Linked DNA regions of Mus musculus: region 2 is linked to region 1. Evidence: chromatin contacts called from public HiChIP or PLAC-seq data. All regions are on one chromosome and are shown on one strand. Each heading gives the region's core, a stretch centred on a gene start, on an enhancer-like site or on the middle of the called end of the contact. The rest is flanking DNA. Distances are from core to core; before and after follow the strand shown.

Evidence for each region. HiChIP or PLAC-seq counts read pairs in DNA pulled down with a chosen protein or histone mark.
Region 2: an H3K27ac HiChIP or PLAC-seq map of hepatocytes shows a contact between it and region 1, with 2.3 times the contacts expected there. The contact joins the enhancer-like site here to the promoter of Slc8b1 in region 1. A contact is called at or near these places in 3 of 39 promoter capture datasets (the C10 cell line, macrophages and neural stem cells), 2 of 15 datasets of contacts at CTCF or cohesin (CD8 T cells and the G1E-ER4 cell line), 26 of 484 Hi-C or Micro-C datasets (the C2C12 cell line, CD4 T cells, CD8 T cells and 15 more), 33 of 115 datasets of contacts at active chromatin or transcription factors (the 3134 cell line, CD8 T cells, the HPC-7 cell line and 22 more) and 4 of 9 other capture datasets (adipose tissue, embryonic stem cells, liver and 1 more).

The regions. Positions count from the first base shown.
Region 1 is chr5:120,509,936-120,516,846 of GRCm38.p6, forward strand. It overlaps Slc8b1 (solute carrier family 8 (sodium/lithium/calcium exchanger), member B1), which reads left to right and starts at 1,257. Exons shown (of 16, transcript NM_133221.2): 1 at 1,257-1,348; 2 at 3,185-3,397. The coding sequence starts at 3,242.
Region 2 is chr5:120,557,678-120,563,919 of GRCm38.p6, forward strand. Tpcn1 (two pore channel 1) reads right to left here. Exons shown (of 28, transcript NM_145853.2): 3 at 2,539-2,666; 4 at 93-269. Among named protein-coding and RNA genes, the nearest start is that of Tpcn1, 28 kb to the right of the region's middle. Within about 2 kb of position 3,009, at least 221 of the 459 cell types and tissues checked have an H3K27ac peak or open chromatin away from gene starts, as enhancers often do. A contact at or near this core is called in the C2C12 cell line, CD8 T cells, the HPC-7 cell line and 22 more, where this site is marked.

The DNA.
Region 1 (6,911 bases), core at 7-2,506:
TTTACACTGTGTGTGTGTGTACACGTACATGCGAGCACGTGTGTGTTCATGAACGTGTGTGCAGGCGTGCATATGTGCGTGTGTCTGTGTGCACACATGTGTGTGTGTGCATGTGTGTGTCTGTGTGTACATGCATGTGTGTGTGTGTGCGTGTGTGTGTGTGTGTCTGTGTCTGTGTGTGCACATACCATGGTACACATGTGGAAACCAGAGGACAACCTCCAGGAGTAAGATCTTCGTCACTGTTGGGTTCTAGGGATCAAGCTCAGGTCGTGGGGCTTAGCATCAGTGCCCACATCATTACCCACTGTGCCATCTCAGCAGCCCCGCTGGGCGTGCTCTTTAATTAATCATGGTCTGGGGACTAATCCTAAGGCTCTGAGAACACTCAGCAAGCACCCTGCCACTGAATTTCCCACCGCACCTAAGCCCCCCTTTTCACTTTGCATTCTGGGAAACGGCCTTACTAAATGCAGATGCTGCCCTTGAACTGGAACCTGGTCAGGCTTTTTGAATTTGTTTTTAATCCCCCCAGCCTCCTGAGAAAAGCTGAGGTTGCAGGGCTATACCACTGCCCATCTTGATGTTTGCTGTAGTCTTCTAGGTTGGGGTGCAGCTCGGTGGCTTAGTGTGTGCTGGAGAGGGGAATGCTGACAAATGTCAGATCCAGGCATTTCAGGCTCTACAACCAGACTGCTTGCAGGCAGCAGGAGACCGTTTAAATCATCACCACCACCATCATTATCACCATCACCTTTATTACCGTCATACTGAGAAAATGTCTTGCTGGGATGCTCAGACTGGCCTTAATATCACAATCCTCCTGCCTCTGCCTCTGAAAGGCCAGAACTATGGGCATACACCACCACCATGCCACGTTTCCCCTTACTTTACTATAGCTCTCACCCTTCCATACCACCCTCAGTAACAGAAACTCTAAGCTTCCCCCAACTCCCCCCCCCCCCCCCGCTCCCCTTAGACTTCTCTCGGGCCTCCTGAAGTCTATAACCCACGTGCTTTCAATATAGCATCTACCTGAAAGCAGAAGTGACAGGCTGGGGACAGAAAGCAGGTGGAGAATGGGGAAGACAACAGGGAACAGCTCACAACCCCCACCCTCGGCTGGGAGGCTGTGTCTTTAAGAGCTGGGGCGGGGCGAGCCTTAAAGGGCGTGTCTTGGGCGGGGACAGAGAGGCTCGGGCGTGGCCCGACTGGCAAGTAGGCGGAGTGGAGGTTGTGGGGGCGTGGCCAGGCTGCTCCGGGCCAGGACTCTAGGGGCGGAAGGTTGTGGCGCTGGCCATCCGGCTAGAGGAAGACTCCGAGGTCGCGGATCCAGGCCCCGCCCGAGGTAAGAGGAGCTTCGCAGCCTGTGCACTCGTCGCTCCAACTTCAGCTTCTCAAATCCGCTTTCAGCTGGGACCCCAAAATCAGAAAGTGCTTCCCGATTCCCAACCCCATCCCTCGCCGTCAAGTCTGCCCACTTCACCAACGCCGCAGCACACAGGTGTCCGCATTGCCGGAGGCGCTTCATGCGAGCTTATTTGGAAATGAGTAGAAGAAACTGGAGTGGAGGTGACTTGAGGACGCGGTGTCTGGCTGTCCCTTGGGTCAGCGCTAGAGTCCATTTCACAGATGCGGACCCAGAGGCCATAAGCCCAGCCCCCCCTCCCCTCAGGCTGCCCACCCAGAAAATGCAGAGAGGGAACTGAAGGGTTCTGTGTTTTTCCACTCCACGCCCGTGCCAAGTGGAGTAGCTAGAAAGCGGAGGGGAGAGACTCGTTTTCTGTCAACAGGTGAGGAAGTGGCTGTATTCCCTTCTTCCTCTGGGGTCCTATCTTGTCCTTTGCCCTCTTCCCCCCCCCCCCCGGGGGTGGCGATTTAGAAATGCTTGTGTAAAGAATCACACCCCCTCAAATAAAGCTCAGATGGCCTTTGGCTCCCTGCTTGCAGAAAATAAAATGCACAAAACACTTGGGGCAGCCTGCCTAAGACTCGGAGCCAGTTTTCTGCTTGGACAGAAAAATAAAGCTCTTTCCCCCTGGCTGGAGGAAGTGGGTTATTCATATTGCAGCCCCACCCGCCGATTCGGCTGGTCCCAGTTTAGGCGCCTTTGAGCAACTCACTTCCCTCCTGGCCTCGATTTCTCCATCCAAGGACGGTTGGCTTTCTGGTTTTCTCCCTTGCCACATGACTCTGGGGACAGCCTGGTGAACACTCAGAGAGGGCAATGTGGTGTGGCACTTGAGCTGACAGTGAAAACCGAGAGTGAGGTTGCTTCCCAGTGCCTCAGTTTCCCCATGGAAGGATACCACAGCAGGTTGTGAGGTGTGATATACCGTCTTTGATCACAACCAAGTCCACCTCAGATGTGTGCTTTTAAGGCTGGGACCCAGGGGCTGGTGCACATCTGACATCTCAGCCACCCAAGAGGCTGAGGCAAAAGAAATATGTGCTCAAGGTCAGCCTAGCAGATAGAGGAGACCCTGCCAGTGGTGGCACACGCCTTTAATCCCAGCACTCGGGAAGCAGAGGCAGGCGGATTTCTGAGTTCAAGGCCAGTCTGCTCTACGGAGTGAGTTCCAGGACAGCCTGGGCTACACAGAGAAACCCTGTCTCGAAAAACAAAACAAAACAAAAAGTAGGAATAGGGTAGAAGGGGGTCGTGCTTCAAATTTATAATCCCGACACTTCCAAACTAGAAGCAAGAGGATGGTCACTAGCTCAAGGGCAGCCTGGGCTACCTCATGAATTCCCAGGCTAGCCTGACTCAACAAACAACTAAAAATCACTGGGATTATAGCCCAGTGGTAGAGTGCTTGCCTAGCATATATAAGTCGCTGGGGTCCATCTTTGATGTCCCACCCAAAAAAGGAGAAAAAAAAAATTCCGAAAGTCTGAGTTCCTAGTTCTTGCAAGTGAATATTTCTCATACAGTCTGGCTCGTTCCCTAAGCTTCTTGCAGACCTGATGTCCGGGTGAGGGGCAGATCTCGGAGTCACCTATGGGTTGTGGGTGTGGTGCTCCAGAACAGGAAGCACGTGATGCAGGCCCAGGAGGGCTACGGAATGGAATGGGGTTTCTAAATGGGTGGATAGGGACTTGGCTTAGCTGGGAAAGGTCTCTGGGCCCCTCCTCCTGAGGCCATGCATATGCTAAAATCCCCTCCTCTTACCCTACCCTGCAGGCACTAGAGCAGCCAGCCCGTGAGCAGAGAGGGCTCTGGTCAGGCCTCAAGGGGCCCATGGCAAGCAGATGGCTGGCTCTGCTCTGGGCTCCTGTCTTCCTCTGTGTGGCTCTGATACTGGAGACGGCGTCTGGGACCGGAGACCCATCCACAAAAGCCCATGGACACATCCAGTTTTCAGCTGGAAGTGTCAACCAGACTGCCATGGCGGATGTGAGTACCTGGTCGGGGCAGGAAGGCGAGTCGGGTTGGGGGCGTGTCTGTTGTAGTCCCAGCTAATCATTACAACCCTGGGATCTACAGGAATCCTCAGATAAAGTTAGAGATTTCAGAGAACTGTGAGCTGTGTGGCCAGTAACAGTGTGTGGGGAGGCTGTGCGTTTCCGCAGTGGTCGGTGGTCTGTGACAAACTTATTCTGTGAACCAGTCATCTTGGAGCCAGGCTTTAAAGGAAAGGAGGAAAGCCTCTTTGACGGGACAGACATGTGGGGGAAAGGCTAGGAACAAGTGCAAAGGCCTGGTGGCAGGTTCTAGCTTAGTGTGTTCCCGAACAGCGAGGAGGCTGGAAGGGCTGATCAGTATGTATAAGGTTTAACCGGGTGGGTGGAAAGGTGATGTTGGCCTGATTATAAAAGGCTTTGTGGGGCTGGTGAGATGGCTCAGCGGGTAAGAGCACTGACTGCTCTTCCTAAAGGTCCTGAGTTCAAATCCTAGCCACCACATGGTGACTCACAACCACCCGTAATGAGATCTAGTGTGTCTGAAGTCAGCTACAGTGTACTTATGTATAATAATAAATAAATCTTTTTTTTTTAAGATAAAAAGGCTTTGTGGACTGAGGCTGGAGGGTGAGAGTCGGGAGCCAGAGGAGGGTGTGGAGCAGAGGGATGGTTGTCAGGCTGGTTCAAACTCACAACATAGTGGAGAGTAACTCTGAACTGATCCTCCAGCCTTCGGCTCCTGAGAGCTAGGATCCCAGGCGTGTGTCACCATGCCTGGCTGCTTTATGTAGAACCATGGGTAGAATTATGCAGGGCCTCAAGCATGCTAGGCATGTAATCCTACCCACTGAGTTGTGCCCTGACACCTGTGTTTTCCATGTCAGAAATCACAGGCTCAAGCGCCGCCTACACCAAGTTTACAAGGCAGGGGTATCTCCACCCCACCCTATGAGAAGGCCATTGGGCAATTAAGCCGGTTTTACAGATGGGTGGGCGGTTTGCGGTTACTGGCTTATAAACTTGGTTGCTACTGTTCTGATTCTGCGGGTCAAGGATGTGAAGTTGGCTGTGAGTGAAGTGGCCCCATGAGTCCCTGGTGACAAACCAAATCTTCCTCTTTAGGGCATCGGCCTCCAGGGCAAGCTCCATCAACACATCCAGTGCCAGACATTTGACCCTGTGCCTGGAGCCTGAGGGCCACCACCCTCAGTGTATGCTGTTGTGCAACCTCTGCCCTTGTTTTGTTTTGTTCTATTCTGTTCTGTTCTGTTCTTACTCCCACTGTAGCCCAGGCTACCCAGGGTGGCCTAAACTCAAGAGTTCAATGTTTACTGTTTAAGCTTCCTGAGTGCTTGGGTTACAGACATGAGCTGCCATGCTGGTAGCTGGTGTGTGTGTGTGTGTGTGTGTGTGTGTGTGTGTGTGTGTGTATGTGTGTGTTTTAGACAGGATCTCAATCTGTAGACAGACTAGCCTGGAACTTTGCCTCCTGAGTACTGGGAGGGACTAAGTTGTTTGTGCCACCATGCCTGGCAGGGTGCCTGATGTTTACTGAGCCCCTACAGTGTGCAAGAATTGGACAGAGAACTTATGGAGCTATGTCCCCTGTGGCTTCCACTGCTCTGGAAACGGGCCAAGAAATGAACCGGAGAATAACATAAAGTGAAAAAGAACGGAGTTAAAAGAATGTGGGTGTGGTCCGAGATGAGGGAAGGCCAGCTGCTTCACCTCAAGCCATCTGGGCCATCTGGGAAGGGCTCTGGGAGGCTGGCTTTTCATTTTCTTTTCTCCTTGGGTTTTGGAGACAGGGTTTTCCTGTGTACCCTTGGCTGTCCTGGGATTCTCCCTGTACACCAAACTCGAACTCTGGGATCAGTTTGCCTCTGCCTCCTGAGTGCTGGATCAGAGGCGTGCTGTGATGTTTTCATTGAGGCCTGGGGCAGGGGCAAGGTGGTGTTTTTCACCAACTGAGGGAGGTCCCCGTTACAGTACCTTCTATTTTTATCTTTACACTTATCTGTGTGCATGCATCTATGTGTGTGTGTGTGTGTGTGTGTGCACGTGTGCATGTATGCATGCATGCTACAGCAGGCTTGTGGAGGCCAGAGTTCAATGTACAAGAGTCACTTCTCTCTTATCATGTGGGTTCAGGGGATTAGGTACCCCCTGGTGGATGCAGGAGGAGTGGGGATTGCTGCAAGCTCAAAACCACGCAGCTCCTGCTTGTGGTGATGCACACCCTTAATCCCAGCACTTGGAACCCGGAGGCTGGAGAGTCAGGAATTTAAGGCCAGCTTGGGCTACATGAGACCCTGCCTCAACACAAGTAACAAAAAAGTTGGCAAATGCACGGGTTACCTCTGGTTCTGAGACTTGGCCAGGTGTGGGTGGGGCTCAGTCCTGAGACCCCCGTGGTCTCCAGGAGTTGCACTGAGCTGGATCCCGGTCCTTCCTCCGTTTCCCTTATGGTCTCTCTCATATTGCCTTCCTCGGTTCTGACCATCCTTCCACTCTCTCGGGAGGATCTCGGGGCCACCAGCTAATCCCAGAGAACACTTATCCTCAGGCCCTCACCTTAATCATGACCACGGTAATCAGCACACAGGTCCAGAGCTTGGGGCTTGAGCACTATACTATTTGAACCACTATTTCCATAAGCATACCTAGAGAGTGTGGTCAGGTAGCTGTGGATATGTGCGTCTGTCTGTCCATCTGTCTATCTAGCTTTGTCTATATGCAGGTCTGACTGTGTATCTGTCTGTGTCTATTCAGGTGCCTGCGCTGGCACTTTAGGGACATCTCAGCACGCACTTTCGGGCTTTCCTGGCTGCTGCTGACAGAGAGTAAGGGTTTGAAGGTTCCTGCCTTCCTAGTTGATTGGTCGGCCTCTTCCTGGGATCAAGAGGGCTCTGACAGCCTCAATCCCCATTGGACGGCAGAGGGAGGGCACAGGAGGACACATGGACAAATGACACCGAGGTGACAGTGACCAGAGCACTTTGAGGAAACCAGAGTTCAGAGACAGCTGACAGAGATCACACAGCTGGACACTCAGGGGCTCCTGACCGCCCAGCTTTTGCCGTCCTTCATGATAGCCCCCCTGGAGAGAGGGAGACTGTGGTCCTAGGCCACATCCCGGTTTGCCACTTGCCTGGCTCTGTGGGTTCTGAGGGACAGGAGGTTGTTTTTGCTTTAGAACTTGGATGTCTTTCAGAAGGGCATGTGACTTCCCAGAAGGCCAAGCAGCCCTGTGTGTTTAGCATTTCTGCAATGTGTGTGGTTCCCCACGCATGGAACTGACTGCCCGTGCCTGACCCCTGAGTCCTTTGAGTTCTCCTGGGCTGACGTGGAGCCTCAGAGAAGAGGGTGGCAGGGTTGTGGGGAGGTGGACGGGTCCCCTAGGCCAGACCCAGAGCACTGCCGCCCTGGTCCTGTGCTACTGAAGGGGTGCAGGTTGGGAGAGGGCTGAGCCTGGTGGGGAGGAAGAGCCGGAGGGATATCCAGCT
Region 2 (6,242 bases), core at 1,759-4,258, 49 kb after region 1:
CCTCCTCTCTGTGCTTCTGGAATGTTCCGTGTTAGGTCCCCTGAAATCACTGACAGGAGCATCATGGCTCCCTTTTCCCCCGGGGCACTCACGTAAGTGTGCAGCTTGAGCACGGGGACAGCGGGGGACTCGCACAGCGACAGCAGCAGCAGGAGCAGGGCCGTGAGCAGCTCCATCATGTAGAAGAAGTGGTTGTGGACGAAGAGGTAGGCCGCCAGCGCTCTGGCATCCTTGGGGTGGGTGAAGAACTTGTCGTTGTTCTGACCTTCCTACAAAGACAGGAGAGCCTGAGCATGCGAGCACAAAGGTGCCCAGGAGGTGCAAGGGCAGAAAGTGGGGCTGGTCACAGAGGGTCACACAGGGCTCAGGCAGGTTAGCCCCGCCTCTGCCTGCTGCCCACCCAGGAGCTGCTGCTTAAACCTGCCAAACCAGGAGGGCTCGGAGAATTGTCTGATCCTTACAGGGGGTAAATTCTTAGGCATGAAGAGTCTATGCATAGGCCAGACTAGCAGCTTGGCCCAGGCTTCCTTCCTCAGCCTTCTCTGCAGGCATGGCAAAGTTCCCTGCCTTCCTCCACAATGGTGAACAGGACCAGGCTGGAGCTTCCCGGAGATCGAAGATACGGGAACTTAATGCCAGGATTCTGATGGCCGGCACACCAAACTGTGGCCACGGGACAGTGAATGATAGTAACACTTGGGAGGAGCCATTCCCAGTGAGGCTCGTATAGCATAGCCCTGTCCAATAGAGCCTCTGTTGCACTCTGTGTACACTTAGCTCCTTGCTTAGGGATTTTTTTTACATGGGTGACTACAGCACCCCAATTTCACATTGGACAGACTCCAGGACACCCCTCGGTGTCCTGTGACGCATACAACAGCCCCCCACGGGGCTGCACCGAAAACGCCACAGTACTGAGGCTGCACCTCACTCACTCACACACACCTCTATGGCTCAACGTCCTGGAGAAAAGGCTGCGACAGATTCCCACATCTGGGAATGCAGTGAAAAAGCACTCACACTGGGGGTGGGGTGGGGCTGGGGGGGCACCCTGTCTTCCCCGTCTTCCCCATGACCCTCTTCCCCTTCCCAGGAGACCATAGCCAGAGCTGACAGGAGATTCAGTCGCAGCTGCACACGCTGCTGCCCTTGCCGATCACAGAAGACAAACCGCAGCCCAGACCAGACGGAGGAAGCAAAGGCAGGTCGTGCCCAGGGGAGGCCGCAGAAGAACCCCATGGTCTGAGCGGGGTGGAGTCTCCCACCATCTCACGGCGGCCTTGGGGGCATGGAAGCTTCTGCTTTAGATTACTAAAAATAGGCAGTTCTTGTGCAATTTTTCCTACCAACAGCTAGGGGAGAAGGTGTGGCTAGAGACAGCCTGATAGGAGGCTCGGCTCCCAACTCCAGGATCAATAACCGCCCAGGGGATGGCTGGTAGGGCTCGTTTCTCTCTACCAGCAAAGACGGGCTGAGCATCCACACCGTAAGATCTAACTCAGCTCCCAAACAGAGCTCTGGGTTTGTGTACAGACCAACCACCCCAGGCCTCTGCTCTCTGGAGTTCAAGTCTCCAGGGCACCAGAACCTCTACACTCATGGTTCTCTGGGGTGAGAGAGAAAGTTAACAGTCCAAGGGAAGAGCAGAGGGAGCCACTGGCAGCCGCCGCCCTTGATGCACCACCCAGGGCCCGCATCCCACATACACAGAGACCGGGCCTTCTCCTGGGCTGCAGGAGGCGGGCGCGCACTTGAAATCCCAGCACTCCTGAGGCAGAGGCAAGTAGGGCTCTGTGAGATTGAGGCTAGCCAGGTCTACACAACAAGTTTCAGGGCAGCCAGGGCTACACAGTGAGACCCGGTTTCTTAAACAAAATGGAGAAAATTATGTTGCCTGAGACTATCTGAATTTATGTTAACAAGCATGTAGTAGTTTTAAAGAAAAGTACCGCTTTAAAGAAAAAAAAAATCCCTAAACAGTACTAGCCATAGTGGCCCATGCCTTTGATCCCAACAATCAGGAGCCAGAGGCAGGAGAATCTCTGTGAGTTCCAGACTACATAAAGTGACCCTTTCTCAAAAAAAAAAAAAAAAAAAAACCCTACCCCCCAAAACAACCATGAACTATCAGGCCAGACAACAGCAACAGGGCACGTGAGGAGACCAGACCCTGGAGCCACCCATTGCATGAACAACCTTTTGCTACCATCCAAGGCAGATAAAATGTCCCCTAAGGACTGACTAGGTCTGTCTGTGTGGTCCTGGAAGACAGAAGGCACAGACCTAGAGCAGGCTCAGCCACAAATGGGGCTCAGAGGAGGACCGGGCACACAAGTTCCTATGGCACAACCAGGTGAGCTCCCCCCTCCATCCCTGGACCATTCTCCACCCCTGCACCCCCCCCCCCTGCTTCTTGTCTGGAGCAGAGACCACTAAGCAGAGCCCAGCCTCGCTTCTGAGCTGCTGTGCTAAGCACGCCCCTCCCCCTCACTCCAGCCTCCAGGGCCTCCCCCCAGACACTGACCCAGACCCACTCACCTGGAGGTAGATTGCCGCCTCTTGATAATTCATCTCCCAGTTGTGTCCGGTGGGACTGGAGGGGGGGCTGTCCGCTCCGGAGACCAGACTGGGGACCTGGGAGTTGTGGATGCTGTGGCTGCCCCCATCTGTGTTAGGAGAGGGAAGAAACTCAGAAGCCGTGGTGGTTTGAATAGGAATGGCCCCCATAGTTTGAATCCTTGTTGGAGGAAGTGTGTCACTGTAGGGGCGGACTTTGAGGTCTCCTAGGATCAGGCTACGCCCAATGTGGCAAGGTCTTCTGCTGCCGGTGTGGGGGCCCAGTGGGTGGTCAGTCTGTCCATGTGCCAATCTGTATTTCTAGCAACAACCATCAGGGAAGCTGGTCAAAAATACTTTCTCTTAAATAAGAAGGAGGAAAAAAAATGTGCCAGCAAGATAGATCAGTGGATAAAGGTGCCTTTTACCAAGCTGGACGGCCTGAGTTCACTCCCTGGGGCTCCCATGGTGGGAGGAGGGGCGTGAAGACAGGCCAACCCCTTCAGTAAACAGATACATGTAACTCTTAAAAAAGAAAAAGAAGTAGAAAAGACCAGAGGGAGTGGGGGGAGGGAAAGGCTAAACCTACACATGTCTATATATATTTAGGAAAAAAAAAAAAGCAGGAAGAAAAGCAAGAAAGAATCTAGCTGTCTATGAGGACCGAGGGCGGTCAGAAGGGAGGGCTTACTGCACAGACGTTTGACTTTTGGAAGCTTGTGGCAATCCGGCTGAGTCAATCATTTAACCACAGTGAGTCCTCCCCTTTCCCCTGGGGTGGGAGGGAGGGCACGGACAGGACCATCTGTTGCTTTTTTGCTCCCACCCTTGATCACCTCTCCCAGAACCCCGGGCTGCTTTGTTCCGGCACAGTGCCGGCTCCCACCCTCGCTCCCACCCTCGGCCACAGTGTTTGGCTTGGACAGAGGCGGCTCTGGCTCACAGGCAGCTGACCTGGACTTGCCGGCAGAGCCCAGGGATCATGGGCGAGCACTGGAGCCAGCCAACTGGAGCTGAGTTTGGCACCTGTCCTGGGTCAGCTGGGAAAGAGGAGCTCTTTCGGTGCTCCTGGCTGCCTCAGAAGGGTCAACCAATGGGGACCCTTTGACTTCCAAAGCTCGTTAGCCTGGCTTGTCACAATCCTCCATCTCTCCTGATTCCCCCCTCCGTGAATGTGAACACGGGGCAGTGAGTCCCACGCGGTTAATTTACAGAGGAGAAATTAATCTATGACAATCTGGTTCCCCATAAGCCACAGCAAACGAGTTCTCAATAGGAGGAACCCGGTGTTTAGGTACAGTTATTCACACGGCTAGTGTACTTACATGTAATAAATAAATCTTTAAAAGAAGGAGGAGGAGGAGGAGGAGGAGGAGGAGGAGGAGGAGGAGGAGGAGGAGGAGGAGGAGAAGGAGAAGGAGAAGGAGAAGGAGAAGGAGAAGGAGAAGGAGAAGGAGAAGGAGAAGGAGAAGGAGAAGGAGAAGGAGAAGGAGAAGGAGAAGGAGAAGGAGAAGGAGAAGGAGAAGAAGAAGAAGAAGAAGAAGAAGAAGAAGAAGAAGAAGAAGAAGAAGAAGAAGAAGAAGAAGAAGTTGTTAAATGAGTGGGAGTCCCAGGTTTGTGAGGCAGGAGCACTGCAAATTACAGAGTTCAAATCCAGAGTGAAATCTCTGCCTCAGAATAAAATGTAGGATCTACAGGAGAGAGGGCCCAGAGGGTTAGGGTAAGGCTCTTGCTGCCTAGCTTAAGGACATGAATTTGACACCCCCACCCCCACCCCAGGAGAGAACTGATCCCCACCTTGGCCTCTAACTTCCACATGTGCACGATGTACAAACAGACACAGTAAATAAACACGTATTAGGAGTTTAAAAAATAAGCCTAGTCTGATGGCACATGCTTTTTAGTCATAGCACTTCAGAGGTAAAGGGGAGGTGAATCGCTTTAAGGTCAAGGCTAGCCTGGTCTATATAGCAAGGTCATTGGCCAGGGCTGTGACAAGACTCTGTCTCAGATGGATGGATGGATGGATGGATGGATGGATGGATGGACGGACGGGCAGACAGACAGACAGGTACATACATACATACATACATACATACATACATACATACATCAAAAGTAAAAGTGGTCCAGACATAGCAAGATCCTGTCTCAAACAAACAAGTTAAAAGCAAGTAGGCCAGGAGCACAGCTCAGCAGGAGAGCACAACCTTATTTTGCTCGAGGCCAGGAGTCAATCCCCAGCACCATAAAAAACTAAACTAGGGCTGGCGAGATGGCTCAGAGGTTAAGAGCACTGACTGCTCTTCCGAAAGTCATGAGTTCAAATCCCAGCAACCACATGTTGGCTCACAACCACCTGTAATGAGATCTGATGCCCTCTTCTGGTGTCTGAAGACAGCAACAGTGTACTCATTTATAATAATAAATAAATCTTTAAAAAAACAAAAACAAAAACTAAACTAAACTAAAAGGATAAATAAAAATGAAGCCAGGTGGTGGTGGTGGCACACACCTTCAATCCCAGCAGGCAGATCTTTGAAGGCAAGGCCAGCCTGGTCTACAGAGTGAGACCCTGTATTGAAAAACCAAAAATACATAAATAAATCTAAATAAAAGACTGAAAGAGTCATGGCTTCCTCGGTTTCCTGTCTGGCTGCAGAGAATCACTCAGCCAACACCCTGCCTGGTGTCCCTGCAAGCCTTACAGTGTTCTGTAAGAGGTTCTGTCCGGTCTGCACACCTGCCTGCCTCTCAGTCTATGCAATCTGAAATGCATCCCTGCTGTTTGGCTAGTCAGTCAGTTCTGGATTACTGAGTATACTCCACCCTGTAACTGTGTCCTTAAGTATCCAGTGTCCGCCCCGACAGCCGCCGAGGGCTAGGCGGTGGAGCAAGCTCGCTCCAGAGGTCAGGTGACCAGTCACAAGTGTAACCTCCGAAGCACAAACCAGGCCAGGCGCGGTGGCTGGCCCGATGCAAGCCCAGTACTTTGGGGACCGGGGCGGGGAGATCCTAACAAGTTTGGGTTACAGTGAGACACTGCCTCCAAAAGGAGAAAGAAAAACCCGCCAAACAAATTCCCAGGAAAAATCATTCTCCACTCTCACTGGCAGATGCAGGTGGCCCGAGAAACAACTCCACACTCCGGCCCTGCAGACTCTGCCCAGACAGAGGCCCTCTAACAACACAACCTAGCAGCTCGGCTCTAAGAGAACAGTAACAGTGTTAGCACACATGAGCCACTCTCCCTTTGCCTCGTGAACCACAGTCCACCAGCCAGTCTAGCGTGCACTAAAATGGCCACACACCTACAGGGCCTGGCCTGAGCACCAGATACCGAGTAGCTTCTTCCTCACTAGGGAGAGCATCGCCTTCTGCACTTCCGCAGCTGGCACTGAGTCCAGATGTGAGAAACTCTGTCTGGACTCAGAGGACCAATGATGAGGCTCTTGGGATGTTCCTGGGGAACACGGGCTGGCGGAGGAGCATGGGGGGTGGGGGGCTGCGAGGAGGCAGAATGGGAGTGTACTATCCTCGGCCTGTAACTGCACAGGCAACAGCTGAATCAACACAGGCCGAGGAGGCCTCAGGAAGTTGATGGGCCCGCCCCTAGGATCAAAAAAAAAAAAAAAGGCTCCACACAGATTCCAGCTTCAAACCCTCCCTGTCTGGCCACTGCCAAC